Linked DNA regions of Mus musculus: all the other regions are linked to region 1. Evidence: chromatin contacts called from public HiCAR-type, HiChIP or PLAC-seq and promoter capture Hi-C data. All regions are on one chromosome and are shown on one strand. Each heading gives the region's core, a stretch centred on a gene start, on an enhancer-like site or on the middle of the called end of the contact. The rest is flanking DNA. Distances are from core to core; before and after follow the strand shown.

Region 1 (3,838 bases), core at 671-3,170:
CTGGGATTAAAGGCGTGCGCCACCACGCCCGGCTAGCCTTGAACTTTCTAATCTACACACACACACACCTACCACTAGGCTTATAGGCCCCACTGGATAAAACTGCTTTCTTGTACACTGTGTTCCTAAAGCACCAGGGATGGATCCTGGGGCCTCACGCATGCTAGAGAAGCACTCAAGAGTCCAAGTAGACTTCTCTAAGGAAGGCCGTGGGCGACTGTGTAACACAGAACAGCACAAACAAGGGCTTAACGGTCTTAAGGGTGTGTGGTAGCACGTGCCTACAACCTCAGCACACAGGTGTCTGAAGGACCAAGAGTCAGAGGCTGGTCTGTGCTCTACAGCAGCAACACAGAGACCCTGTCTCAGAAATGATCGGTTTAGGAAAGCGAGAGCTAAGCTTGGCTAAGAACCTTCTACCTTTGTCTGATGGCCTTTCTACACTCTAACTTCTTCCTTAAAAGTTACATACCTTGCATTTTTAACTACTACAAACACAAGCCAGATGGGAGTTCTAAACAAATGAATTTATCAGTACTATTAAACATTAAAAAAAAAAAAAGTCCCAGCCCTTAGGTCCAGACTGGGCACAGCATCCCTCATTAGTAAGCCAGTGACTGCGCTTGTGGCTCCCAGACTCCCCTCTACACACCCTGGAGCTGCTTCAGGCCTCCTTAATAACCAAGCCCAGAAGTCTGTATTCATTCAGAGAATGCACTCCCTGGAACCTAAGAACTTTTCCAAGTAAATGCTTTCTTAAAAGCCATTTTATTGGCCAGCTGTGGTGGCGCACACCTTTAATCCCAGCACTCGGGAGGCAGAGGCAGGCGGATTTCTGAGTTCGAGGCCAGCCTGGTCTACAGAGTGAGTTCCAAGATAGCCAGGGCTACACAGAGAAACCCTTCCTCGGAAAAAAAAAAAAAACAAACAAACCCAAAAAAGAAAAGCCATTTTATCAAAGTACTGGGCCTAAGCTGAGGCTCTCCTGGGGATGGCCAGGACAGGGTGCTGTAGTCAGGGATTCCCGACTTGAGAACCCAGAATACAAGCCCTGGGCCACTTACTTTTCTCCGGCAACTTTGCGCAATAATTTAGCCTCCGTGCCGTTCACCTCCAGCTCCCAATCTCCAGACATCTTGGGAAGGGACTTGTGTTTCTGGATCTTCTTTTCTTCCTTAATTTCATCAGTCAAGAATTCAACGAAGGCCTTGTCTCCTAAAAGAAAAGCCAAGATGACCCAAAGGGAGAAAAGCCGGTTACCGATAGACCGGACTGTATCCATTCTTACGACACTAGCCCAAATCACTCCTTAAAACGTCCGTTTCTCACTCTATAAAAAGAGCAGGATATACTTACTGAGCTGAACTGATATTTATCATGAGATGGTTATTTCTTATCATGGACTCACTACTATTACTTCCCATATTAAACAAAAGAATTCCCAATTATCCTCTTTCTGGTTCCAAAAGACATAACCAACAACCACACTTTGAAACCACGACCCTACGGACTTTGCTAAGCCACATTTCCAAGACGCGAGAAGGGGGGGGAAGCTTTCGATCACGAGGGTCTGTTCCAAGCTGGGTGGCCGCACTCCGACTAGGGTGCGTGAACCTTACCTTCCGTGTGCAGAGCGCCACAGCCGCACGCGCAGGGAACCGGGGGCTGCAGGAGGCCAGAGCGCCGAGCCGAGCCGGCCCGTACGCTGAGCAAACCGAAGGGCCGGAGGCATGGCCGGGGCGCGGGCTGCAGGAGATGCCGAAGCGGCTGGGCCGGGATGGCGGTTCGGAGGCCGGAGGCGGCGGCGCCGAGGGCGCGGGGCACGCAACGCAGCAGAGGGAGCATCGCGGGGCGGACACGTGCAGAGGGAAGGACGACCGGGCCAAGGCACCGTGTGACCTCGCGCGCTGCCGGAAGCCCCGCCCTCGCCCGGGGAAGCGCTTTCCACCCCAGAGGACTGCAGTCATCCGGGCCGGACCGCGCCCTCTGCTGGGAGCCGCCAGTGCAGTCGGGGAGGCCTTGACTCAGCTACCTTGACCACCATGTCTCCCTTGCTGCCCACTCTCCCCAATTCACCTGCTTTTCTCAATCCACACCAAGCTTTGTTACCGCGGAATGCGTTCAGGTTCACCCCAACTCGCGCAAAACCGTATATTCAAAGATCACTTAACGATCTTCTGAAACCGACTAATTCTGGAAAGCCCAGGCTGACCTGCACGCAGTTGCTGTGGAGTGGACATCCTGGCCTCATTAGACATTAGATCCAGAATCCCAAGAACAGGATGAAGGATTTATGTTGGAAACCTTTGCACGCCCTAACAATTCATGGGCCAGTTTTAATGGACCATCGGTTTCCTGGGAGCAGGAATATATGGCTTACATCATAGGCGAGGCCCTTGGTCTTGCGAAGATTATATGCCCCAGTACAGGGGAATGCCAGGGCCAGGAATCGGGAGTGGGTGGGTTGGGGAGCAGGGGGAGGAGGAGGGTTTAGGGGATTTTTGGAGAGGAAACTAGGAAAGGGGATAGCATTTGAAATATCTATTAAAAAAAAAGAATCAAGGATAAGAGGCTGGAGATATGGCTCAGTGATTAAGAGCATTGTTGCTCTTGCAGAAGACTAGAGTTCTAGTTCCAGCATCCACATGCCTGCTCACAACTATCTAACTTCAGTTCCAGGGCAGCAGATACCAAAACACTCAAAGGTATTTAAAAAAAAATCAATCAATCAACCAATCAACAAAACCACTCCCCTCCCCAAACAAAACAAAACAAAACAAAAACCAACCAAATCACTCACACACACCCCAAAACAAACAACAAAAGCCCTGCTCATGCATTATAGTCCCAGCATCAGGGAGGTAGGCAAACAACTGAGTTTGAGACCTGCCTGGTCTACACAGCAGGTTCCAGAACAGTCAGGGTCACATGAAAAAGACTTCTCAAAAAAAAAAAAAAACAAAAGTAAATGCTGGATACCAAGACTTATCGAATGAATGGCAGTAAGAATAATGTTTAATATTCTAAACAGCATTCTTTAAATAAGGGAAAGGAGGCCCAACAAAAGAGGCCACACAGATCATTATACAAGATTCAGTTTTTATGGATTTGATAGTCAAAAGCAAATTTCGAGCATTATATACTAGAACTGTTCTTTTATGTTTGAGACCAGAGAGAACAGAGCACATGTCCAAATCCGCTTGTCAGTTTTCTACACTACAGCAGTCTATAGAGAATTGTTTCCCCACCGGTATAGTCTAGTTTATGTGCTCAAGGAATGGCATCTTAGATGCGCGGCCACAGTTCCAAACAGACCCTGGTAGCTGGAGCACAAGGATTTGTGCCACAGTAAATACTTTGCTGTTTTGGAATCCTGTTATAAGAGATGCAAATGTTCTCACAGGGATCCTGGTAATGGAACTGGTGCCCCGGGTGTCGCAGGCCACGGTTACCAAGAAGATAAACCCCTGCAGCACGCAGGGCTGTTGTGGAAGTTCATCTGTCTGTTGGAGGCTATTCTGTCCAGGCTGGAGTCTTCAGGTTGGAGAGTTTGCCAACTTGAAAAGTAGCTCAGGTTGTACTGCAGCAAAACCACAAAACATTTCACTTTCTTAAGAAAGCTTGAAGAGAGCTGTCCCTTTGGCTGAAGATAAGCATTAATTTCTTCGTAGTGATCTGTGGAGTCAGAATGGGGCTCCCACCTCATGTAATCCCTGAGCAGCTGTGTTGAATAGTAATTTTTAAAAAAGCTTAATAAAAAACTAAATATTCTATTAAAATCCCCCCACAATGTTAGAATGATAAACATATTTCTATACAGAAACATTGGGTCCTTAGA
Region 2 (3,838 bases), core at 622-3,121, 2.0 Mb after region 1:
AGGAAGTAGGGAGAAGAGACATGCCCTTTGGACAGCCTGCTCGTGACCTAGCCTTGAGCTGTCATCTAGGCGGAGGCAGGTACATAATTAAGAACACAGAAGTGATGGACAGGGAACGTGAATTGACTGTGTGGGACTTGGGCAAGTTTGGAGGGGTACTCAGAAGTCCTGATGAGGACAGCCAGGCAGGTGGGCATGCTGACAGGTATATTCACCTGCCAGGTAGGAGCCACCATCTTGCTCTGCTCATAGAGTTTGAAGAGAGGGTGGAGTGGTCTGGAGAAAGGGGTGGGGCTGCCAAAGCAAACAGTCAGGCCTGGGGCTGTCTTCTAGCAAAGCCAACTCACAGCTGTGGGATGGGAAAAGTGGGAGAGGCTAGGGCTGATGTCCCCTGAGGTTGGCAGAGGAGGTATAAGCCCCCAGGATGTGTGTGCTTGGGAGGGTGCAGGGTGATTGCTGCTTGAATGTCTATATCTCCATGTGTCGGGGAGGGAGGTCTCCAGTGGGAAAGTATCCCTGGGTGGCTCTGTCTCCAGCAGAGTCCTACCAAGTTTCCTAGCAACTTACAAATGAAGAGAGGCTGTCTGTGTCCTGTCCTGGTCAGAGGGAAAGGGAAGGAGGAAGATACCTGGAGATGTTGGAGTTGAAGCTTAAAATGTCAGAGTATGGTAGCATAACTTGTAATCCTAGCACTCTGGAAGCTGAGGCAGGAGGATGGCCAAGACTTTGAAGAAAGCCTGGACTACATAACAAGACCTCGTCTTAGAAAAATCCCAAGTAAACAACTAAAATGTCAGCTGGAAGGAGACACGGCCATAAAAGTAACATTCCTTTATCCCTACAGCAGCTGAGACCCAGCTGATGTCATAGAGTCTGGACAGCCTTTCCAAAGCCACTAAAAGGCCCAATCTGTCCCTGTCCTCACCAGTCAATATTTGGAAAGCATAGAGGGGTGGAAACAGGATAAAAATACTCGACTCTGGGGTGCCCATGCTCAGGCAGGCCGGAAGCTTCAGAGTGCACGGGTGCTTTGGGACCCAGGTGCAAAAAGGTAGGAACTACCCTGGCAGCCTTGGTGATTCCGCGGCTGCACTTAACCAAGAGCCAAGGAGTGGGGATGAGATCAGCTGTTCTCTTGGCTCCCCCTTTTGGAAGGTGAGTGGTCTCTGCCTTCCACCTCCGCAGGCCTGCAACCCTTTGGCACTCCCTGACAGTGCTGATATAGGGGAGTTTCCCCTGTCCCTCCCTCGGTCAGGGTCAGTCCCCGCCAGGCACCCTAAGCAAGGAACCCCTCTGCCTCGCTCGAGTTCCCGGGGATCTCTCTGAATCCCCACCGCACCATTCACCTGTTGGGGACGCTGGACTGGTAGGTAACAGCCTGGTACTTTTTACCTTCCTTCCCCACTGGGCCATTTTTGGGGTCTTAGAGATGCGAGTGTATGAAGAATGACACTCGTCGCAGGACCTTTGGGAACGTGTAAGGCGCACACATTCAGCACTAGAGGAAAGAAAGCATCAGGTTGTTTCTTCCGCAAGAGACCCCCAGTGCACTGCATCGGCTTCCCGCCAGACTCTGTGCAGAGGTGGAGCTGGGAAGTGGGGTGCCACTAAACGGACAACTGCAATTTGCAACACCCCCGGACACAACCACAAACACCCTCGAGCTCCTAGGACACAGAGAGGCGGCGACATGAAAGCAGTAGGTCCCCCAGCTTTGCAGACCGAGTTCGAGGCTCCCTGGCTCTAGCTTCAGTATGTGGACAGGAGGGTAGCATACTCGGTCCCCCGCCACCCTCGGCGGGGCGGGGCGGCGGCTGCTATTGCGGCCGGAAGGGGTGTGGGTGCAGGGCGGGTCCCGCGCCGCCCCGCCCAGAGGACGGAGCCCCGGGCACAGCATCCTGGCGCGGGCCCGGGCTGCCATAGCCACTGCCGTCGGGGAAGGTCCCAGCGTGGTCATGGCCTCCCGAGGGGCCCGCCCCGCCCCAAGCTCGCAGCACTCCACACAGTAGCCTTGAGGAGAAGCGACCTGGACGTCGCGGACGGCCGGGCAGGCAGCATGGAGGAGGCGCACCTGCTCTCCGCTGCCGACGTGCTGCGTCGCTTCTCGGTGACAGCCGAGGGCGGCTTGAGCCTGGAGCAGGTGACCGACGCGCGGGAGCGTTACGGCCCCAACGGTGAGCGTGGGTTCCTGCCCTGCAGTGGGGACCGGTTGTCCCCTCCTGACTCGGCAGGAAGCCGGGCTCAGTAAGCCTCTGCAAATGCGCGTGGGGCACCTGGTGGGGCCTCCCGGTCTCCTTCGGGGGAAGAGGAGGCAGGATTTGGCTCTCCACTCCCCATCTCGATGCACCCCTGCAATCCTTAGCCCATTTTATCCCAGAGCCTTACTGGATGCCCGCACCTGCTGTGCGATCTGCGGACACCCTGCAAGTGCAGACGCTTGAGGCCCTCTAGCCAGCGACTCCGAGGCCCAACCTATCAGGGGGTTCCGATGTCTCCCCGGAAGGTTCACTAAGGCGCCCAAGACGGTGCAGCCTGTCAGCTGTCAGCTTTGGTGCTCTTAACCCCAGTCCCAGGTCTTCCTCTTTCTGCAACCCCAAGCGGATGTGGCTGCCGGGAGTTGATGTGGGTTTGAACTGCTGAGGCAAAGACCCACCTTCTTGGAGGGGCAGGTCGGAGGTCTGGAGGAGTCTTTTCCCCAGCTGGTGATCTGGAATGGTGCCTGCCCCATCTCTGGGGACCGAGGTAGCCCACGTACTCTTTCAGTTTACTAGAGGCATGGCTTCCTCCCCTCTGTCAAGGAGCATGGGATTCTCCTTCCTGTCCAAAGTCTTGCCTGGCCAGTGCCAGTAGACCCCGTCTAGATGAGCCCCACACATTGTTAGGAGCGTGTAGTGTGGACATCAGAGGTTCCCTGCAATGTCCTCCTGTCACTCCTGGCTCAGGGCCACAGCACCTGTAAGCTTGAAGGAAAGGGGGGAGGGGGAGAGAGGGAGGGAGGGAGGGAGGAAGAGAGAGAGAGAGAGAGAGAGAGAGAGAGAGAGAGAGAGAGAGAGAGAGAGAGAGAGAGAGAGCCCAACCACTCCAAACTTCTATCTTTTTGGAGAGCCCCTCACCCTTGAGAGTTGCCAGGTACCAGAGGAACCATGCTCTGGCCTGGGTGTCCCTCTGCTCCAGGCAGTCTGGGAAGTAGGAAGAGCTGTCAGAAGGGATGCTTTGGGTTTGTATTGGTTTATGAAAACCACCTCTTATGTAAATATTATCTTTCTGGAGCAGAAATCCTTTTTCAAAAAAAATTAGTTGCTATATTTAGTTGAGCTGTGGGAGGAACTAGGAGATAAATATTATTTAATATCCCCCATTAATGACTTGGCAGTAAGGGTGCCCTTTTTCTGAAGAAAGACAGGGGTAGCAGGGTCCGTTTCAACCCTGAGGGAGGGGAAGGCGGGTCTGGGGTCTGCAGCCTACTTGATGTTACTGTGGTCCTTGGTTCCCATATGATGTTGGAGGCTCAGCCTTTAGTTCTGTCCCAGGTCACACTGAGCTTGTCCCTGGAGGGCTCTGGCCTAGTTCACTCTTTTTTCTGGCTCATGCCTTCATTGGTTCAGAAGAGATAACTGGGAGAGAGGGAGCCCCCAGCTCCCTTGTGCCGTGGTGAGGGGATCTCAGGTGTGTAGGTATGTGTTTGATGATGGGAGAGGATACTGGCTTGGCATGTGACAGAGCAGGCAGAAAACACTGGCAGGGGTGTTTCAGGTGCCTCTGCATTGATGCTGTTACTAGTAAAAGCTCTGACTTCATTGAGTAACTGCTTCGTGTCAGAAGCAGCTCTCAGAACTTC
Region 3 (3,838 bases), core at 992-3,491, 1.8 Mb after region 1:
TTAACATAAAGACTTTTCTGTGACTTGTGCCTTAATAAAAATAAGTACTGACTATATAAATGAGTACATTTGCTTCCCTAATAGACTGTGTGGGCAGTCAGACACATCTTGGATTCCTCAGCACCTGGCCAAGGGAGGACCCATGGTAGTAGTCAATAAATGGAGCTCAAAAATTATATGCACAGAACGCAAAAGCTACTAGAGCATACTAGCCCAGAAATGGAAGCATGTATGTTCACACTTGTGCATGCATCCATGACAGCTATACCAGATGTTAGTAGTGTCCTAAAGTGCACTCAAGTGGCAAGAAAAAACTCTTGATTCCAGTCTAGCATTGCTTCTAACTCTCCATGTCCTTGGGTAGGTCCTATCCCAGGTTAGACTGTTTGAAAAGTCTGGAGAGAAGGAAGTGAGTGATCTGTATTTAAAGGTAGCTTCCTAATTCTCCTAAATGACCGGTGGACTGCTTGAAATTTTTGTCAGTCTAGTTACCAGTCTTGCCCTGCGATCTTCCTTCCCAAATAAACAAAGAGAGAGGTATTCTCCTTGGCTAGAAAAACAACACCTTTAAAATTGGTAGCTGGGAAGCTGGCTTACTGGTTAAGAGCAGTGGATGCTCCTCCAGAGAAGCAAAGTTCCCAGCACCCAGATCACAACCATGTTTACTAGTTACAGGGATTTGAAAACCTCTTCTGGCTTCGATGGGCACCAAGTACACAGGTAGTTCAGAGTTGTACAAGGAAGTAAAACACTCATACACATAAAATAAAAATTAAAAGCTATTAGGTTGGTAGTTCTCATATCTTGTTAAGGCTTTTAGTCAAATTACATTTTCCGATCCCCTCCGTTGTTAAGGGGTAACGGGAGCACAGCAGAATGGAGTTAATTTGATAAATGTTCTTAGGAAGGCTAATATACCAAATTTTGTCAGAAGTTTTGTTTCGTGTTGTTTTAGAGCCAGCCTGGCCACAAATTCCTGGCTCAATGGATCTTTGTAGCTCAAGAGATCCTCCTGTCTCAGCCACTCCAGTTAAAACACCACTTCTGGTTTATTGTAGGTATTTTAATACTACAAAAGATACTTGCTTTCCTGTGCTCTAACTTCATTCCCCGCTTGATTCTCATTTTTTTTTTTTAAAGAAAAGCAGACAAGTGCATCTACTAGAATTAAAAAAGACTCAAATATTATATTAGGGGAAACGGAGGCGGGCGGAGGAAAGGTTATTTCGGGTCAGTCTAAAGAGCCTGAAAGCACGGTAGCTCTAGAGACCAGGTAGACTTCTGAGTGTAACCACTACCTAACAAGACACATCTTTCTCCGAATCAGTCACACAGTGCAGCAGACAGAGTCGGAGGGTACATAACTAGCACAGTTGCGTCCAAGCTGCAAACCAGGACCGTGTCCTTCCCACCGCAGCAGTCTGAGGAATGTGGGATGACGAGGCGCGGAGGAATAAATTACTGGACGAACGCAAGCCGTGGCTACGAGCCCACGCAGGAGGAAAAGGTGTGAGAGCCTCGCCGATACCTGCGAAGCCGCTATAGTGCGCCCCAGGCTCGTAGTGCCTCCTGCCAGAGGACACGTCGTAGACGCGGCCGAGCAGTGCCAAGTACAGGCCCGGGTCCCCTGGGCCGCCGCGATAGCGGGCTAGCTCCTCGGGAAGGAAGAGGCGAATACCAGGGCGGGGACCCCACCAGTCCATCAACCACACGGCCATGACAGCCACCGCCGCCACGGCCAGGCTCAGCACCACACCAAGCCCGCATATCCTCAGCATCTATACAGCAACACACCAGACACGCTTCGGAGGTAGCCACCTCTTAAGCCACCACTAAGACAGCAGAGACGCCGGCCGTGACGTCGGCAGCGCGACACTGACAGACTTCACAGCAAAGTTGACTCTTTTGCCCCCGACTCTTTCTTCTTTTCTTGTCCAGCCTAGATTCTGAACGTGAAGCGTGGAGCAGAAAAGGGGAACAGTACAGAGAAAAAACAAACAAACAAACAAACAAACAAAAAGTCCTGGCTTACAGTTTATCCGCCCTCAACAAAGATGGCGGCAGAGGCGGCTAGACGGATACGTTAACGGGTGGGTTCCCGGGCTTCATTAAGCTGTCGTGAGCAAATGGAATCCGCTTGACGGCTCCGTTGCGACATCAGGCCTCGCTCGACAGCCAGGAAGCCGGAAGTCACTGCCGCCGCTGTGGTCTCCACCCCGTCCCCGCCCGCCAGGAGCTGTCGGAGGTTGACAGGTCGTGGCTGGGAGGCGGCGGCGGCGGCGACACCTCCGAGCACCCAAGACGGAGACCCCATGGGGAACGCTCCGAGTAACAGCAGCGAAGACGAAGCGGCGGCCGCAGGGGGTGAGGGCTGGAGCCCACATCAAGATTGGGCTGCCGACTCTGGCACGACCCCCGGCCCCGGCCCTGCGGCCGCGGTGCTGCCTTCCGCCGCTGCACTCCTGGAACCCGCTCGGCTGCGAGAGGCAGCGGCTGCGTTGCGGCCCGCACCTCCCTGCGAATCCCTGGTGTCGAGGCACCACGGCGCGCTCTTGCGCTGGCTGGAAGAGCGGCTGGGCCGCGGTGAAGAGTCCGTCACCCTGGAGCAGTTCCGGGAGTTGCTGGAGGCTCGCGGCGCTGGATGTTCGGGCGAGCAGTTCGAGGAGGTCAGGGCTGGCTGGCTGGCTGGCTGGCGACAGCGGTGCGGGAGCAGGGTGGTCGCCAATAAGGTCCTGAAGAGGTGGGCGGTTGCTTTGCGGAGGCCAGCCAGGAAGCCATAGGGTCCTCGGGTTCTTAGAATGGAAGTATGGCGTTGTCCGAACTCTTTCGGAGTGCATCACTACGGAATTTTGCTACGTCTCTCGCCTTTACTAGAGGTGTGGAAAGTCCAGGCTACATTAGCTTTGTTCCGAAGAGAGGAGCAAGCCAAAAAAAAGTCTCTGCATGTGGTAGGCAGACATTTGTGCAGTTGACAGGCTTAGTTGCTTGCTGGACCTTATCAGAGTAAGACAATTACGAGAAAGGATGTGCAAAGATCAAGGGAGTGGCCATGAAAACCATTCTGTTTTACTGGCCTGTGCAGGAATCTTGTAGAGAACCATCTGAGTCTAATGTGGAAGGAGGGTAACATTACACTGAAAAGACTCATTCTGCAAGCCGTTCATGACTATAAAATACTAGGTTTTGTTTGGTTGGTTGTTTTTTGTTTGTTTGTTTTTTTTTAACAAGTATACACTGGATTTTAAATCATTGAAGAACTTGTTCCAGGCTCATTTGAAACCTTATCAAACCTAAAGTTGATAGGGAAGCGTTAGTTTTCTTGTACTTATGAAATTTCTCCTCATATCTCTACTGAACATTTTGGTTTATGGTTTGGAAAAAACTGACCCAGAGTTAGCCTATAAATCATTTCACTAGCAAAGTTGAGAGTATCTCACAAACCTCTTGATTCCCACCCCATTCCCTTAGGTCCCTATTATCCTGCTCCCTGAAGTCTTATTAATTCCACAATGTTAGGACAAAAGGTTTTTAATGAGTAAGCCATGTAAAATTGTCAGTCATTGATTGGTTAGTGTGTAAAGCAAGAAACCCACAGTCACTTGTAACATAATTTAAAAGTTCTGTTTCCTCTAAATCAGAGGCTCTTGAAATATTTCGAGAATGTCGCCTGCAAATGATAAAAATGCCTACATAATATATTTTGTAAGTTTCCCTGTAAAAACTGCTTTAGTGCATTCTAACTCTCAAAAATACGGTGATACAAGACTGTAATACCAGACTTTGAAAGGCAATAGCAGGAGGATCAATTCAAGGCCATTATAAGCTACATAGTTTGAGT
Region 4 (3,838 bases), core at 548-3,047, 1.7 Mb after region 1:
GTAGATTTTGGTATCTGTGCATCATAAAGGATCTGGCCAAATTTTTAGGATAATCCAGGGCAAGAGTATCTCAACTAGAAACAAGTTGGAGCCTTGTCAAACCTTCCAAAACGAAGTGGGACTCGGATCTCCCGCCTAGAGCAACTTCCCGCTCCACTTTCATTCACCCCTTGTCTGCTCTGGCTCCTCCCTTTGCCACGCCTCCATCCATGGATACCTCTGACCCTAGCATTTGGAAAAGCAGGAGGACCAGTAATTCTAGACCAGTCTGTACTCCATGAGACTTGTCCAAAAAAGTGAAAACAAAAACAAACAAAAAACCTGGCTCAGATTAAGTTTGCTGGGCTTGCAAAGCAAGGCAAAGAGAAAACATGCTGCAAACAGATGTCAGATATGACAGCACTTTCCAACCAGTTAAGTTGTTTTAATGTTAGGAGCTTGAGTATTTTTAGGGGATAGAAGAGTCTGTTTATGCTCAAAGCTGGTTTATCTAGCCACCTGAAGATCTCAAAAACTCATTTGACACACCTATGAACCATCCTCAGCAAGGCAGTGAAGCTTTGAGCTCAGGCACTTCTATTGAAACTAACAAATATTGTTTCTTTAATCACATGTCGCTTATCCAGGGCCACTACTTTAACACTGCCCTGTTATTTCCTTCACTACTGTAGTCTGCTACAATCGGAACATCAGTTTTTAGTACATAATTATCCTTAATGTATTTAAGTGTCCTTCTCTTCCATTTTCTAAGTGTTTTTCAGCCAGGGTCGTCCCCTTTTCAAAATTTTAACCATTGCCCTTACATTTTTATAATCTGAACTCAATCCCTTCATTATTCCATTTCATTGCCCTCTAATGCTTTCTTTAACTGTGGCAGATCTTCCTAAAATCTTAACTGTTCTCTAAGTCACTACTTAACTGTTGATGCATTATTTCTATTCTCCTTTGTTGACCTGGAGGCTTCAGGTGTGCTAAGTACATATTCGTTACCCGGGCCAAGAAAAAGTATTTATGTCAAGTGTGGTGGCACTTGCCTTTAATCGCAGCACTCCAGGCAGAGGCACTAGGGTCTCTTATCAGTGTCAGGCCAGCCTGGTCTACATAGTAAGTTCCAGAACAGCCAGGATTATGTAGAGAAACCCTGTCTCAATTCCCCACTCTACCTACTCCACAGCCAAAAAAGGCATACTATCTAGGATTGTCAGCCCTCTATTTTGCTATTATAAAAATCATCTAATCATTCTCACATTCACAAAAGGTTTAAGCTCCTGGTTTACAATCTGAATTCCTTCTCCATGGCCTTGTCAACCGTTATTAGCTCCTAGTGTTATTTGGCTTTGCCACTTTGACCTCAGGGATCTCACAATTTTGCTTACATAAAATTGTATAGAGATTTGCAGTTTTTGCGACCCCTATATTTGTAACCAGTGTGTTTGCCTGTTTGATAACCCAAGTTGTCTGGTTTTAGCCATAAAAATTCCCAAAGCCCTGGAGAAATGCTATCATTTAAGTATTAGGACAGCGTCCCACGTGGTTACAAAGTAACTTAAAGATCCGCAGTCCCTGCCTCAGAATAGTCCATGTTTGCTCTACCCTGACGATCGCCTGGAGTACGAGATAGCCCAGTCCGCGCTTGTCAAACCTTCCAAAACGAAGTGGGACTCGGACCTCCCGCCTAGAGCAACTTCCCGCTCCACTTTCATTCACCCCTTGTCTGCTCTGGCTCCTCCCTTTGCCACGCCTCCATCCATTCTCGCGAGACTTGATGATTCCCTTGCGCCGGCATTTATCGCGAGGCTGTAGGCAGGGCCGGGCCCGACATGGCGGAAGGTAGGTTTTTTGTGGGGTGGCACGGGAAGACGCGAAGCAATAGGGGTACCACTGGCCGGGCACAGAAGCCCCTGGAAGGGTTGTCCGGCTGTGGTCGTACGGTGCATCACGTGTCTCGCGAGCCTTCCTATGTAGCGTTTCGGGGCTCCCCGGGCCGGGGTTCTCAGCGCCGTTCCTATGGCAACGCCCCTCCTGCAGTCTGTCTTCACTCGTCACCCCCCGCCCCCAACCCCGATCCCGGTAGTCTCAGAACGAGAAAGGGGTCGGGTCCTGGGAGCGAATGCACCCGCGGGACTCGAGAAAGCTGTAGAGGAGCTTCTTGTGCCAGCCATGCTGGAACGGGGAGGGAAGTGCCCCTCTCCTTAGGAAATCGAAACTGCTGTCATGGCAGGTCCTGCATCCGGAAGGGTGCATCTCTTGCCTGCGGAAGAGCTTGGGACTCTTCCTTGGAAGAGCCGGGACTGCAGCTGGACGACGGGCTTCTTGGGCGTGCGCTGTAATAGTCTTTAAGCTTTTTGGCAGCCCTAGCAAATGTGGGCACGCTCAGATTCTCTGAGGTTTACAAAGGGGCAAAAGGAGATGTTTCCTCAGTAAGGAAGTTGACCAAGGTCACACTGCTTGAAAGAGGTGTGCTAAAGCCAGGCTTCGGTTCCTTTACCTCCTGCTTTAGTCCTTCGTCTCTTTTTTAGTACTTTACGACATTGCAGGTAAAGGCATCCGGTTTCTCAGGTGCAGCCTCCCTTAAGGAATAATGTTAGGATCTTTGCTTGCCATAGCTTTACTGTATGAGTTGGGGTGAAAGCCCTGAGATAGTGAGTTACCTAGTAGTGATCAGACAATATTAGACCTGGCCGGTGTGCTTCTCCTGTGTACCCCATTGTTGGAGAAAAATACTTCTTGTTGGACTTTGTTGAGTGGCTGAAGATTTACTTGATCTAGACCTGGCCTATTTTGTTTTTGTCTTTTGTTTGTATTTTTTGGTAAGTGTTGATTAAACTCATCATTTCTTGATCTGAGATTTGGGTAGTGTGACAGTTTGTGTAGTCTTCTCAGATTTGAATTAGGTTTAAGAGTGACACGAAGTAGGCCTGCCAGGTGTGTTATTTGCCCTTTATAGTTAAGTGAACTGAGGCCAGATTCATGGCTGGGACTGGATTCTGTTTTCATTTTTACTTTTTCTATCTGTTAAACACCTTGGAGGTGGTGAACATTGTCCAACAGAGGAGGAGAAAGCGAAGTGACTGAAAGTGCTGGGTGTGGTGATGTATGCCTGCCTGCTTGTAGTTCCTTCATTCAGCACTTGGAAGGATCTGGAATTTAGGGTCATTCACAGCCTACCTGGAGTGCATGAAACCCTGTTCAAAAAATGAACTAGATGATTTTGCACACCACGGAATGTTGTGTACCTGTTGCTCAGCAGCGAGGTTTGGGAGGAAGGTTCAGGAAGGCACGATGTGAGATCGTGAGCAGTGTAGAGCCTTTAAGAAGGAATCTGCGTGTTGGGGAAATGCATGACCAAGTTTCAGGTCGTGGAGGAGGGAGTTTCTCAGTCCGTAGTTGTATTGAGAACTTAATTGTGTTTGTGCTCAGGTTCCAGTTGTGGGGAATTCATACAGGCCAAGGTTAGTACACTGCGTGTTTACTTTTGGTTGCCTTGAGGTGATTAGAAACATCTATCTAGCCAGAGGACAATACACCTTAAGGACAAACCAAACATTTTTCCAGGATTAATCGGATGGAGGGATGAGGTGATCGGGAGATGATAGTCTCTGACCTCAGTCTACCCTAGCTACACTCCAGATTCCTAAGTCCCAGTGAAGACTGTTGAAAATGATGTTGCAGAACTCAACTAGGAAAATTTGAGGAATGGCAAGAAAAACAAAATTACTAAAGATATTTTGTTTCTTATGTTGGCATGTGTTTTTGTTTGGTTTGGTTCTGCTGCTGCTTGTCAGAGCCAGCTGCTGTTCAGAGATAGTCATAAACAAAAATAGCAAATTTTTGTGGA
Region 5 (3,838 bases), core at 853-3,352, 1.5 Mb after region 1:
CTGACTTCCCCCAGCTGGAAAGAGCCTGGTTTGCAAAGTGAGGGCCTCCAATGTTCTCTGGCTTGTCCTCACAGGGTGGGCACCTAACACCCTGAGCCCTAGGCAGCACATCACATGCGTATGCGTGGTAGGTTGGCACACTTGAGGGTACACCATGCTCTTGCTTACTAGAGCAAGGGAACAGTCTCTTGGGACAGCCTGACCCAAAAATTGATGCCACTGGCACCTACTTCATGTTTACCCCCAGGAAGGGACAGAGAGCAGGTGGGTGGGTGTACATGCAAGGTGGGAGAGGGGCAGAGTTCTTTCCTTCCACTTGACACAAAACTATCCAAGATAGGAAAAGACTAAGGCCCCCAAAAGAACACCCAAGTACCCAGGTGGCATGTGGTTGTGTGGTTTATGTCAGGGCTCTCTTTTCCCAATCATCCCTGAGTTTTCTTTAGTGAGGCACAAAATATCCAAATCATCTCTCTTCCCCTTTCCTCTCCCCTCTTTCATATTAGGTTGTGGGATAGAATGTTGGGTCCCCCCCACCACACACACACACAACTGCACTCCTCCACCGGGAGCCCCGGAGACCAGCCTAACCAGTGTTTCTTTTCAAAGCTACATTATCCTCAGGCAGGGCCAGCTCTAGGACAGGTCCCTACGTCTTGACCCCTGTGAAGACAGGGAGAGACGCCAGCAGAATAGAATCCCAGAGTCACATCCACACTAAGAGGCCCAGGGATCAATCAATTCACAAACGGAAACAGACCTAAACACAAGCTGAAACTGGCCCAAGGTCACACACACATTAAGCACATTCAGGATAGAAACCCAGTTGTATCCATTTCAGTCTCAAACCTGGGGTTGAGTCGCAGAGATGCTCAAGGAGCATGAGGCTGCCTCTCTTTAGACCAACCCCCCCAGCCCCCGCCCCCAGGCCTATGCCCTGCTCCAGGCTCCAAGCGCCATGGAGCAGAAGGAGGCGTCTCCAGGCCTCAAGCCAGGGCCAGCTGCAAACCGCATCCTGGGTCCCCAGGCGGCACGGACCCGCCCCGCCCCTCCCTCGGCTCCCCGCAGGCCCGAGCCTTTGTCAGCCACGCGCTTACAAGCTCACACACACATATCCGCGCTGCCACGCGCGCGCACACTCCGGCTGCCTGGCGCACACCCGCAAGAGGCGCACACACTGGCCGCACGCATGCAGGGGGGTGGCTGAGACCGAGGAAAGAAGGAACAGACGGGCCGTGCAAGCACAGACGGCCTGGACTAAGGGAAAAGGAGGAGAGGCCGGGGAACCTGCGGCTGTGGAGGAAGGGGGCGCACAGGCGATAAGGCAAGAGAGACGCAGAGGAGACTCTGGGAGGACAACGGATGAGCCGTCAAGGGCTTGGCGAAGGCTCACAAGCTGCTCCAGGGGTGGAAACTCCACCAATCCCTAACACGGGGAGCGTGGGGTGCTTTGGATTGGACCCATGGAACGCCAAAGCATCGCTTGAACAGAGGGTCCTTAGGGACTCTCCAGAGGGCTTGGATCTAGGGAGCTGGCAACCAAAAGCTCCCTAGGGCATCTGGGATGGAAGGGCCCTGGTCCTCGGGCTAGATGGGGCATTTGCTCACCTGCCACAGTGTACCTGTCCAGGTAGTTGAGCACGTTGCCTAAACTCAGGATGGCAGCAGCTGCCCCCCGCCCTCGGCCTAAGCTGGCCGGTTTGGGCTGCGGCGCGCTGGGGCCCTTGGCAGCTGCTGCGCAGCCAGGGGTGCTGGGGATGCTGGGGAGTCCGGACGGGACCCGCCTCACGCTGCCGGACAACGTCTGCACCTCTTCGTCGGCGGACACGACTCCAGCGCCCCCAACACCCCGCGCCCCGCAGCAAGCGCTACCTCCAGCCCCTGGCTGCGCCCCCCGGCGCCGGCGCCGCCGCTCGGCGTCCGCCTCCTCCTCCTCCGCGCCGCCCGCCGCCGCCGAGGCGCATTCCAGGCACATCATGCCGGCCCGGGCCGGGGCGGCGGGGGGCGCGGGGGGCTCGGGGGACGCGAGGCCCAGCCCGGGCCCGCTCAGTGCGTGCGCGCGCCGCGGAGCCGCCGCTGCACCATCCCGGCCCGGCCCGTCCGCTTCTGCGCTCGGGCTCCAGCCCTGGCTGCGCCGCTGCTACTGTTCAGTCAGTGAGACGCGCGGCCCCGGCGGCTCTGACAGCTGCGGCCGGCCCCGCCCACCAAGCTCGTGTGCCCAATCACCTCCGGGCTCAAGCCACAGCCCCGCCCCGCACGTGCTGCCCCGGGGGGTGCGGGGGCGCCTGGCCGCACAGCCCCACCCGCCTGACGGGGGCGCAAGTCACGCAGTAGCGCTGCGGCCACGGAACCCTCGGGGATCAGGAAGCGATTGCGGGGAGCTGCAGCACCGATTAGGATTTAGGTGAGGGAAGAAGGGTACCCCAGACCCTACTCAACTTCCACCCTGCCCCTGCGATGGGAGAGGACCCCTGGCTGAGGCCGAGGAAGGCCCATGGCTTAAGCTACGCATTAAAAAAAAAAAGTCTCAGATGGTCAAAACTGGGGAACCTGTTGTAGAGCTGACTCCAACAGTTACTCACCTTAATTCAGTCTGTTTAGGCAGCGCTGCCTAAGAAACATGATTGGTGGACCCAGGACACAGACCTCATGAAGGTCCATTGCTCTCCTCTATAGAGAAGCACCTCCATGCTATGACCTGGGCTCACTCTGACCATATCTCTACCCCCCATAGAGTGGAGCTTGTGAGAACCAGGGCTCGGATTAGAGCCCAAAAGAACCAGGAGGGCCTCCTCAATGCCAGGCAGGGTGTCCTACACCTGTAACCCCAGCGTTTGGGAGGCTGAGTCAGGAGAGATCCAATCTCAGACAAACGAGAAGGAGAGGGGATGGAGCAGAAAAAGCCTTTGAGGGGGGTACCATCTCCCCAAAACCCTTAGTGAAAGTTGGAAAGCTGGATCCTAGCCTATATCTGCTCTTGCGTGTGGCTTAACATTGGACGAAACCTCTATCTTTCTGGGTCTTTGTTTCTATTGGGGGAATATAGTCCAGGTAGTTGAGCACGTTGGGGGGGGGGGGGTTGTCAGTTCTGGAGAATGGCTAGGTAGCTTCTGTGTAAAGAACAGTCTTCTCTTGTAAGTCCATCATTTGGGAGGCAGAGGCAGGTGAAACTCCGAGGTTCCAGGCCAGCGAGTCCAGGCCAACACGTCTCTAAATAAATAAATATGTAAAAGGAAAGAAAGAAGTTAAAACCCAGTATAGCATGTTCTCCCTAGTATGTGCCAAACCCTTGGTTCAAATGAGAGAGTCAGGGGAGACTTAATTCAGCCCCTCAGATATCCAGTGGTTTCTGTCTGTTTCACAGACAGACTTCAGGTCACCAAGGTGACCCGTCATAAACAGACAACTAGTCAATGGTCTGGTTGGTACGAAGCCAGGGCCCTGAAATCATCTTGCTAGTGCAGGCTGCTCCAGAGCCCACGTCCACAACAGGAACATCTTGTGAAGGTGTCAACCACAGTGAGTCATGGCATAGCCAACGGATGACAAAGCATAAGGCACTCAAGCACACACACACACACATACACACACACACACACACACACACACACACACACACACACACACACACGAACACACACACACACTCCACTGTCTTAGTGAGCAGAGTTAATCCCCAAGCTGGTGTTTCTTGGCGCCTTCAAGGTGTCTTTTAAATTCTGTGAACTGACTAAAAATATGCTTCGGCGTGTTGAGTATGAATGACTGTGACGGAAGGTTAGGAAAACAGATTTCATTCTGAAAGTTGCCTGCTGCCTCTTTCCAGCTGGCTGGATTC
Region 6 (3,838 bases), core at 338-2,837, 1.4 Mb after region 1:
GCTTATAAACATGTGGACTATTCTCATTTAGGGTTATCACAAAATGCTCTTGATATTCTCCTGTGCATCTTTTGAGATGTGGAGTTCTTGTTGCTCTCGGTGAATCATAGAACAGTGTACTGGCTAGTCTTATGTCAACTTGACACAAGCTAGAGTTATCTGGCAAGAGGGAACCTCACTTGAGAAAATGACTCCATGAATCTGGCTGTGTGACATTTTCTTTATTAGTGATGTATGGGGAGGGCCCAGGCCTTTGTGGGTGATGCTAAGCCTGAGCTGATGGTCCTGGGTTCTGCAAGAAAGCAGATTGAGCTGGGCAGTGGTGGTGCCTTTAATCCCAGAACTAGGAAGGCAGAGGCAAGTGGATCTCTGAAAATTTGAGACCAGCCTAATCTACAGAGTGAGTTCCAGGAAAGCCAGGGCTACACAAAGACACCCTGCCTTGGAGAAGAAAAAAGGAGAGAGAGGGAGGGAGGGAGGGAGGGAGGGAGGGAGGGAGGGAGGGAGGGAGAGAGGGAGAGAGGGAGAGAGGGAGAGAGGGAGAGAGGGAGAGAGAACGAAAGACAAGGAAGGAAGGAAGGAAGGAAGGAAGGAAGGAAGGAAGGAAGGAAGGAAGGAAAGAAAGAAAGGAAGAAAAGAAAGAAAGGAAGAAAAGACAAGGAAGAAAGGAAGGAAAGAAAGAAAAAAGAGAAAGAAGGGAAGGAAGGAAGGAAGGAAGGAAGGAAGGAAGGAAGGAAGGCAGGCAGGCTGAGCGAGCCATGATGAACAAACCAGTTAGCATGCCCTTCATGCCCTCTGCATTAGCTCCTGCCTCTAGATTCTTGCCCTGTTTTGAGTTCCTATCCTGACTTCCTTCAATGATAAACAAGCAATATGAACATGTAAGACAAATATGCCCTTTCCTCTCCAACTTGCTTTTTGATCATGTTGTTTTGTCACAGCAATAGAAACCCTAAGACAAGCAGTATTCTTTCAAATACATGAACCCAGACATGTTGTATAAGAAATGAACAGATGTGACGTCTGTAAGCCAACATCTGGGCATTGTGACTACAGGATAAAGACAAGGAACAGGGGGTAAGGCAGCCTCTGGAGACAGTTGCGGGGGAAAAAAAATATGATCCCCTGGCTCTGAACGACATCACATCTGTCTTCCATAGGCAAAGCTGAACTCTGAAAGCCTCCCGCTCTGGACTCTATAACCCTAGTATTTACCCTAGGGGCCTCTGAAGCCGTCACAACCAAGGATGGATTCAGATCTTGACTAGGCTAAGCATCAGGCCCCATGTAACCCCCTCAGACACTCCTGAGCTCTCCAGTTCAGTCCCCTCCTATGGTCTCTCCCGAGTCTGTCTCAGCGTGGCTCTCTGAGATATAACTTTGAACAAGTGTGAATAGTCTCGAAGAGGGGACCGATATCAGTGCTAACCGCTGATACAAAAGACACACCGCGTGGGTAGGGAGAAGGGGTAGGTGAGGTGGATCGGGGCTCACTTACCTTAGTTCATTAAAGAACACAAGCTTCTGTAGGGCACTCCTGACCCCAACCAGAGCTCCTGGTTCTGAGAGAACCAGCCGAGAAAACTGCGGTCTCTATGGCAACCGGACGGACGCAACGTTGCCCTAGTTAGAAGACTGCGCAAGCGCGAATGTGAGAGTGGTGCTAAAGGGTAACCCGAGCAAACAAGACAAAGAAAGTAGGTGGTCCGAAGTCTGATCCTGCTGAGAAAACGTCAAAACACGGGGCAGGAGATTGGGTCACTCGGGGTTCCCGTTCCCCGAGTCTCTGACTCCATAGATGCACAGCGGGTCGGTCTTGGCGCTGTCCTGAGCCGTAGATGACCCGGGACCACAGAGATACACACACTGCGTTCCACGTGGTCGTTGCTCCAAACCTGGAGCAAAGGACCTGCAAACCTAGCGACACACAGGGTGCATGGGTAGCTCCAGACAGGGGTAGGCAAGAATGGGTTTTCGGCCAGGTATCTTCTCCCAAGGCGTAAAACTCACCAAGCACTGAGCTTTTTCTCGGTTAAGATCGCACTGCTACGTGATCTTCAAACTGTTGTGGATTGAGTTAAAATTAGGCTTTCAGGACGCCAGCCACTCGGTGCCACGGCCATGAGTTTAACATAGCCATACACCATCTTCAAACGTTCGTTTTACAGGCAGCACGTTTATTTAAAAAACAAAAAAACAAAAACAAAACAAAACAAAAAAACCCTTTGCATTACTACTGGAAATGGGAAATTGGCGCTGTCTGTGTGGCAGAAAAAGCAATCATAAAGGTGAACACGATGAAACAAAGGCATAAAATTTATAACAATGTGAAGGCACTGATGAAGGGCTGGAGAGATGGCTCAGCGGTTAAGAGGACTGACTGCTCTTCCAGAGGTCCCGAGTTCAATGCCAAGCACCCACATGGTGGCTCACAACCATCTGCAATGAGATCCAGTGCATACCTTCTGGTGTGCATGAAAACAGAAAACAGAGCACTCCTAGTCATAAAATAAATACATAAACAAATCTTTAAAAGAAAGAGAAAGAAATGAGGGAAGGAAGGAAGGAAGGAAGGAAGGAAGGAAGAAAAAGCAGCGATGAGCTGGGTGTATCTGCTTATCCCTGGCATCTCAGCATGCCAGAAAAAGACCCTTAAGCTGAGGATTCAAATCTGAAAGACATATTGGAAATTAACACTCACCTTTCATTCATGTATGTATATATATATATATTGCTTTTTTTCAAGACAGGGTTTCTCTGTGTAGCTCTGGCTGTCCTGGAACTCACTTTGTAGACCAGCCTGGCCTGGAACTCAGAAATCCACCTGCCTCTGCCTCCAAGAGCTGAGATTAAAGGCGTGCGCCACCACTGCCCAGCTCATGTATCTATGTTCTTAATTCTGGTATTAATATTAATGAATACCTTAATTCAAAGACTGGGGTAGGCAAGGTGGCTCAGCAAGTAAAAGTGCCTCTCCAGAAGGAAAGACATGACTGCCACAAGTTGTCCTCTGACCTGCACAACCACACACACACACACACACACACACACACACACAGGGGAAAAGAATGGGAGGGAAGACAGAGAGAGGGAGACAAATAACAACAATAATAATATTAATAATAAATGTAAAACTGAAAAGGTTACTTTGCTAAAATAATAATAACCAAAAACAGGGTTGTGGGGAGCAGAACATTGATTTGATATCCACATTTCCTGCTATCTCTCATTCCAGGACAACATCATTTCTTTCTGTCCAGGTGAGTGAGCTGAGATGCACCTGCATCTGAGTGTTCAAACCCTTCACCACTAGCAACTGGCATTCCCCCCACCCCCAACTTGTTGGAAATACACATTCCTGAGCCCTGCCCGGGCCTTCTGCATCAGAAAACTTGGGTTAGCCCTACCATGTGAAGTTAGCAAGCTCCCTTCCCCACCCCAAGGTGTGTCTGAGACTCGAGTTCTGGGAGGAAATCTCTAGGGCTCAGAATGTTCTTGTTCAGAACCTATACAGCTAACAAGGGGACCTTGTTTTTCTATTCAAAGAAATTGTTTTCAGCCCTAGGAGCAGCCATACTGAATTCTGTTCAAAAATAAAAATGAGGGAAGAAAAGTAAGGCTTGAAAGCTCATTGTTTAACTCTGCCAAGTTACTGAGAGGAGCGAGAGCTGACGGTGCCCTGTCCACGGTCTCACAGGCAAGTTGGCACTGGGCCAGGAGCAGACCTCTCATCATCTCATGTTCAAGGAAGACTTCAAAACAGCTGATTGCATCAGTCTGGTGGGAAACGCTGGGACGGCTATTGAGCAACGTGTACATGCTCTAAGTCTATGGAATG
Region 7 (3,838 bases), core at 415-2,914, 1.3 Mb after region 1:
TCCACCACGTGCATCCCGGGGATTAAACTCAAGCTGTCAGGTTTAATGGCAAGTGCCTTTATCCGCTGAGCCAGCCATATATGAAATGTGTGCTATATTTTTTCTTCATTTTTATTTGACATTTTAATGCATGTATGTAATGCAACTTGACCATGTTCCCGCACCTCTCTGCTTTCTTGCACCCTGCATTCATGCCAAGGGCACACAAGTGGAAGTGATTCACTGCTGTGTGTAGCATCACTGGGTGACAAGACTTCTGCAGTTCTTCAGGTGTAATCTTATATGGCTACTGTGCTATGTACAGTTGCACTGCTGACAGAAACATCATTATTCCGTACACGGCTGTATTTGTGAATGTATCAGTTGTCACTGAGATATACTTTGTGATGTGTGTGTGTGTGTGTGTGTGTCTGTGTGTGTGTGTGTGTGTGTGTGTGTGTGTGTGTGTGTGTGTTAGATCCTAACCCCAAAGCCTTATGCATGGTAGGCAAGTGCCATACCGCTACCTCTACTCCAAAACCCTTTGATCATTTTCATTTATCTAATGACGCCCTGTTTCTTCCTTGGAAGGGGGGTGGTGGTGGTGGAATGAACACAGGAAACCAGCAAATCGACTGACTTCCATCATTTTGCACTGTGATAATTTTGGACATGGGCTGCCTTTAACACAATTTGTTTTCTTTGAACCTCATGAGGTCAGCTAGCCTTGTTGGGTAACTGCCTGAGGCTGTGGCACCTCGCTGGAACAAACATATACTGACACAGCAGCAGTTTTGCATGCAAATTCTAGGAGCACCTGGACCTTAAAGTTGCCTGGGAGCTCCAGTGTAACCCGGTCAGCCAGGAGACAGTATCCAGAAGGCTGAGGTGACTCAAGCTCCCAATTGGTTATCTTGTCTGGATCTGAGCACAGCTCCTCCAGCTCCGTGCCTGTGGCAGAAGGGTCACACCTTGGACCACGTTACCTGGGAACTTCTGTGCAGGTTATTCAGCCCCTTGCTGCTCGATTTTACCAGTGAGCATGGGATAGCAAGACCTCCTCATGGTTTCTGTCATCTTGGCTTACATTATTGTTTGCCATTATTGTTTGCTTTGTTTTGTTTCCCAGCAGAGGACAACCTCAGGAGACACAACACAGTTATCCCTGGCCATTCCCAAGACTTGCCCCAAACCCTGTAGCCTGAGCATCCAGCACCCAGAACCCCCTGCTCAGTTCCTCACAGACTTTGTTTTCAAAGTCACCACAAACTGGAACCCACACAGGGGTACAGAGCTTGCAGGAGCTTCTTCTTCAGAGAGCAGACTCAAGCTTAGCATCTCAGGAGAGACCAGACAGAAACAGTAGGAGTCAGTCACAGGTTGAGAAGTGGGCAGGGACCCCATGGAAACAAAGCCAGTCAGGGAGGGAGGGGGAGAAAGGGAGGAATTGTTGTGCTGCCCAGAGGAAACCCGACAGCTAACGCCCACCCTGGAGGTCACAGTCACGGTAGCACAGAGGCTGCACAGGACAAGGGGCATGACAGAGGACTAGCCCATGCTGCAGAATGGCCTTCTGGGAGTGTCTAGCTGCCAGGATCTGGGAACCGCCCTGAGCTGAGAATTTTTGAAGTCTCCTCCCTGCCGCTGTGAGTCAGGCTGGGCAAACACTTTCAGTTTTGTTTTCCTGTGTGCAAAGAAACGAAACTCCACAGAAGCACTGCAGGAAGCTTGACCATGGAGGCTGACTTCCAAGTGTGCAGGAACTGGTAAGAAGGCATTTTCTCCAGGGCTGGCCAGACAGAGGGGCAGGGCAGAGCAAACAAATTCTGAAGTGATGGGGATGAAGTACAACACCAGAGGGCAAGCCGAAGGGGACTGGAACCTCTGGAGTGAAGAGGTTCCAAATCTCTAAGTAGAGTGCTCAGTGGTACCTCAATATCACTGTTCCCTCTTAGCTTGGGTATTTCAGGCTGGCTAGTTTTAGCCATGAAGTATGGAGGGACTGGTCCCTAGCAGGCTATTCCTGTCAGAGCTTAGATCCGTAGCAGGGGTGGGGGGCATCGTGGTCTTCCCACCCATCTGTGAGAGGACCCTTTGAGAGATGTTCCAGGGTTATTCCTGTCCTCCGCCTGACAAAGGAGCTGGGAGATAGAACATGGAGGGCTGAGCAGGAGGCAAGGACCACACCTCCAAGTAAAAAGAGCTGGTTCCTCAGCAGACCCCACCTGTTGCAGTAACTGGGGTAAAGCTCCACAGAGATCTTTGTTCCACTTCACCTTTCAGGATCTCTGGTCTATGGAGTATGGAGGCAGGCAAAACAGAGAGGGCAAACAGAGCAAAGGACGTCATTCTGTGCGGTTGTGGGGACAGCTGGATCAGGCTAACAGCAGTGAGGCCATGAACCAGATCACAGGGGCCTGAACAATTGGAGGCCATGAGCCAGATCACAGGGCCTGAACAATTGGTCCTTTAAGGATACAGCCTGTTTCCTTTCTCCCGAGCTGCCGTGAGCATGAGCAGATGGAATGGGTTGGCAGCGTTCCTGGTGATGAGCCTATCAGAGGAGGACACCCTGCCCTACAAGACTCCCCTGCATCTCAGATGCTCTCTGGGTAGCTGCAAGGGAGCCCAGGGACGGGAGACAGCGTGGTGGATGGACTTTTGCTCTTGAGAGTTGGGAAACCCTTGGAGGGTCTGAGGTGTGGTCAGGGCAGAGCTGCACTGCTGTGCTCCCTTGTTCTCGTGATGGCCTTTCTAGGAGATAACTGGAAAAGGATAGAACTTTACCTCCCCCAACCCTGTCTCTGTGGGGTGATGCTGAGGAGTCGTTCCAGGCACTGAGCCTAGGGCATTGCACAGAGCAGCCAAGCACTCTGAGCTGCGTTATCCCTGGCTCTGTTTTTCCCTTTCCTTTTGACACAGAGTATCACTAAGTTGCCTAGGCTGATCTTGAACTTACTCTATAAGCACAGATAAGCCTTAAACTAGCCATCTTCCTGACTCAGGCTCCTGAACCCCTGTGCCAACAGCCCTAGCTAACTTGTACATGTTTGAAATATACATCTTGATACACAGTACTTATTTGTGAAACCATCTTACAATCTAGGAAATGAAATCTATCATCAATCTTGAAAGTTGCCTGTTGCCCTGGTACCCTCTTCCTCCCCCTCTCCCAGGCACAGTGCCCTCACACCTATTTTCTGATGGCGAGCTTATCTGTTTCACCAGCACTGGCAGGCATAGGAATGCATCATCAGCATCATCACTGTTTTCCCCAGGCCGCAGGCCTGGAAAGAGCTTACCCCAGGTATGCAACAAGGCGTCATGTCTTATGCTAAGACACTGTGCCTTTCTTTCTCCCCCACCCCCACTTTATCCTGAAGCAAAAGAAATGTGGCCTCTCTCCACTTCATGCTCCACGAGGCCCACTGCCTGCGCTTCATAGTCCTTTGCCCAGAATGTGAAGAGCCCATCCCAGAGTCAAAGATGAAAGAGCACATGGAAGTTGTGCACCAGCAGGTGAGCAGGTGGGCAGGTGGGGCAGAGGCCTGGGGGGTCAACAACTGGAGTCCAGCCTTCCCTGGCCTGGTGGGTAAGTTATTTAGCCCCTCCATGTTTGGCCTCTGTTTTTTGTTTGTGTTACCCTGAGGCTGTCCCTAGTTTCTCCCTTTCTTCTTGCTACCCCAAGACTATGGGTCTGGCAGAACAAAGGATCCATATAAAGAAAGGCTAACTGTTCTTCAGAGACTTGTAAGGAGGAGGCAGGAGGGCCCATCTCAGTCTTCTTTCCTACCTTTTTGAGTCAGTCTCTTGCGGCTTTATCTTTCTGAGAATCAAGTTCAGGCATCCATTTAGATTC

Evidence for each region. Promoter capture Hi-C pulls out the DNA fragments that hold promoters and counts their contacts. HiCAR-type assays count read pairs that join an accessible place to other places. HiChIP or PLAC-seq counts read pairs in DNA pulled down with a chosen protein or histone mark.
Region 2: a contact with region 1 is called in a promoter capture Hi-C map of pre-B cells, with 2.7 times the contacts expected there. The contact joins the promoter of Atp2a3 here to the promoter of C1qbp in region 1. A contact is called at or near these places in 1 of 39 promoter capture datasets (pre-B cells), 1 of 115 datasets of contacts at active chromatin or transcription factors (pancreatic cancer cells) and 2 of 9 other capture datasets (adipose tissue and liver).
Region 3: a contact with region 1 is called in a HiCAR-type map of astrocytes, with 6 times the contacts expected there. The contact joins the promoter of Zzef1 here to the promoter of C1qbp in region 1. A contact is called at or near these places in 4 of 39 promoter capture datasets (hippocampal neurons, liver and pre-B cells), 1 of 115 datasets of contacts at active chromatin or transcription factors (astrocytes) and 1 of 9 other capture datasets (liver).
Region 4: a contact with region 1 is called in a promoter capture Hi-C map of pre-B cells, with 4 times the contacts expected there. The contact joins the promoter of Ankfy1 here to the promoter of C1qbp in region 1. A contact is called at or near these places in 4 of 39 promoter capture datasets (the 3T3-L1 cell line, frontonasal cranial neural crest, hippocampal neurons and 1 more), 2 of 115 datasets of contacts at active chromatin or transcription factors (astrocytes and trophoblast stem cells) and 1 of 9 other capture datasets (adipose tissue).
Region 5: an H3K4me3 HiChIP or PLAC-seq map of embryonic forebrain shows a contact between it and region 1, with 4 times the contacts expected there. The contact joins the promoter of Spns2 here to the promoter of C1qbp in region 1. A contact is called at or near these places in 1 of 39 promoter capture datasets (pre-B cells) and 2 of 115 datasets of contacts at active chromatin or transcription factors (embryonic forebrain and embryonic stem cells).
Region 6: a contact with region 1 is called in a promoter capture Hi-C map of hippocampal neurons, with 4 times the contacts expected there. The contact joins the promoter of Tekt1 here to the promoter of C1qbp in region 1. A contact is called at or near these places in 2 of 39 promoter capture datasets (embryonic stem cells and hippocampal neurons) and 1 of 115 datasets of contacts at active chromatin or transcription factors (pancreatic cancer cells).
Region 7: a contact with region 1 is called in a promoter capture Hi-C map of embryonic stem cells, with 3 times the contacts expected there. The contact joins the promoter of Xaf1 here to the promoter of C1qbp in region 1. A contact is called at or near these places in 6 of 39 promoter capture datasets (the 3T3-L1 cell line, embryonic stem cells, hippocampal neurons and 2 more) and 2 of 115 datasets of contacts at active chromatin or transcription factors (embryonic stem cells and large pre-B cells).

What each region holds. Positions count from the first base shown.
Region 1 is chr11:70,981,106-70,984,943 of GRCm38.p6, forward strand. C1qbp (complement component 1, q subcomponent binding protein) reads right to left here and starts at 1,921. Exons shown (of 6, transcript NM_007573.2): 1 at 1,620-1,921; 2 at 1,065-1,215. The coding sequence starts at 1,845. Dhx33 (DEAH (Asp-Glu-Ala-His) box polypeptide 33) reads right to left here. Exons shown (of 12, transcript NM_178367.4): 12 at 2,986-3,838.
Region 2 is chr11:72,959,298-72,963,135 of GRCm38.p6, forward strand. It overlaps Atp2a3 (ATPase, Ca++ transporting, ubiquitous), which reads left to right and starts at 1,872. Exons shown (of 22, transcript NM_016745.3): 1 at 1,872-2,174. The coding sequence starts at 2,057.
Region 3 is chr11:72,793,985-72,797,822 of GRCm38.p6, forward strand. It overlaps Zzef1 (zinc finger, ZZ-type with EF hand domain 1), which reads left to right and starts at 2,242. Exons shown (of 55, transcript NM_001045536.2): 1 at 2,242-2,666. The coding sequence starts at 2,313. Cyb5d2 (cytochrome b5 domain containing 2) reads right to left here and starts at 1,855. Exons shown (of 4, transcript NM_001024926.3): 1 at 1,529-1,855. The coding sequence starts at 1,778.
Region 4 is chr11:72,688,205-72,692,042 of GRCm38.p6, forward strand. It overlaps Ankfy1 (ankyrin repeat and FYVE domain containing 1), which reads left to right and starts at 1,798. Exons shown (of 25, transcript NM_009671.5): 1 at 1,798-1,830. The coding sequence starts at 1,821.
Region 5 is chr11:72,487,818-72,491,655 of GRCm38.p6, forward strand. It overlaps Spns2 (spinster homolog 2), which reads right to left and starts at 2,103. Exons shown (of 13, transcript NM_153060.3): 1 at 1,609-2,103. The coding sequence starts at 1,978.
Region 6 is chr11:72,360,295-72,364,132 of GRCm38.p6, forward strand. Tekt1 (tektin 1) reads right to left here and starts at 1,588. Exons shown (of 8, transcript NM_011569.3): 1 at 1,499-1,588. Gm34317 (a long non-coding RNA gene) reads left to right here and starts at 1,620. Exons shown (of 7, transcript XR_003949575.1): 1 at 1,620-1,697; 2 at 3,236-3,260; 3 at 3,698-3,838.
Region 7 is chr11:72,299,965-72,303,802 of GRCm38.p6, forward strand. Xaf1 (XIAP associated factor 1) reads left to right here and starts at 1,665. Exons shown (of 6, transcript NM_001037713.4): 1 at 1,665-1,745; 2 at 3,363-3,498. The coding sequence starts at 1,714.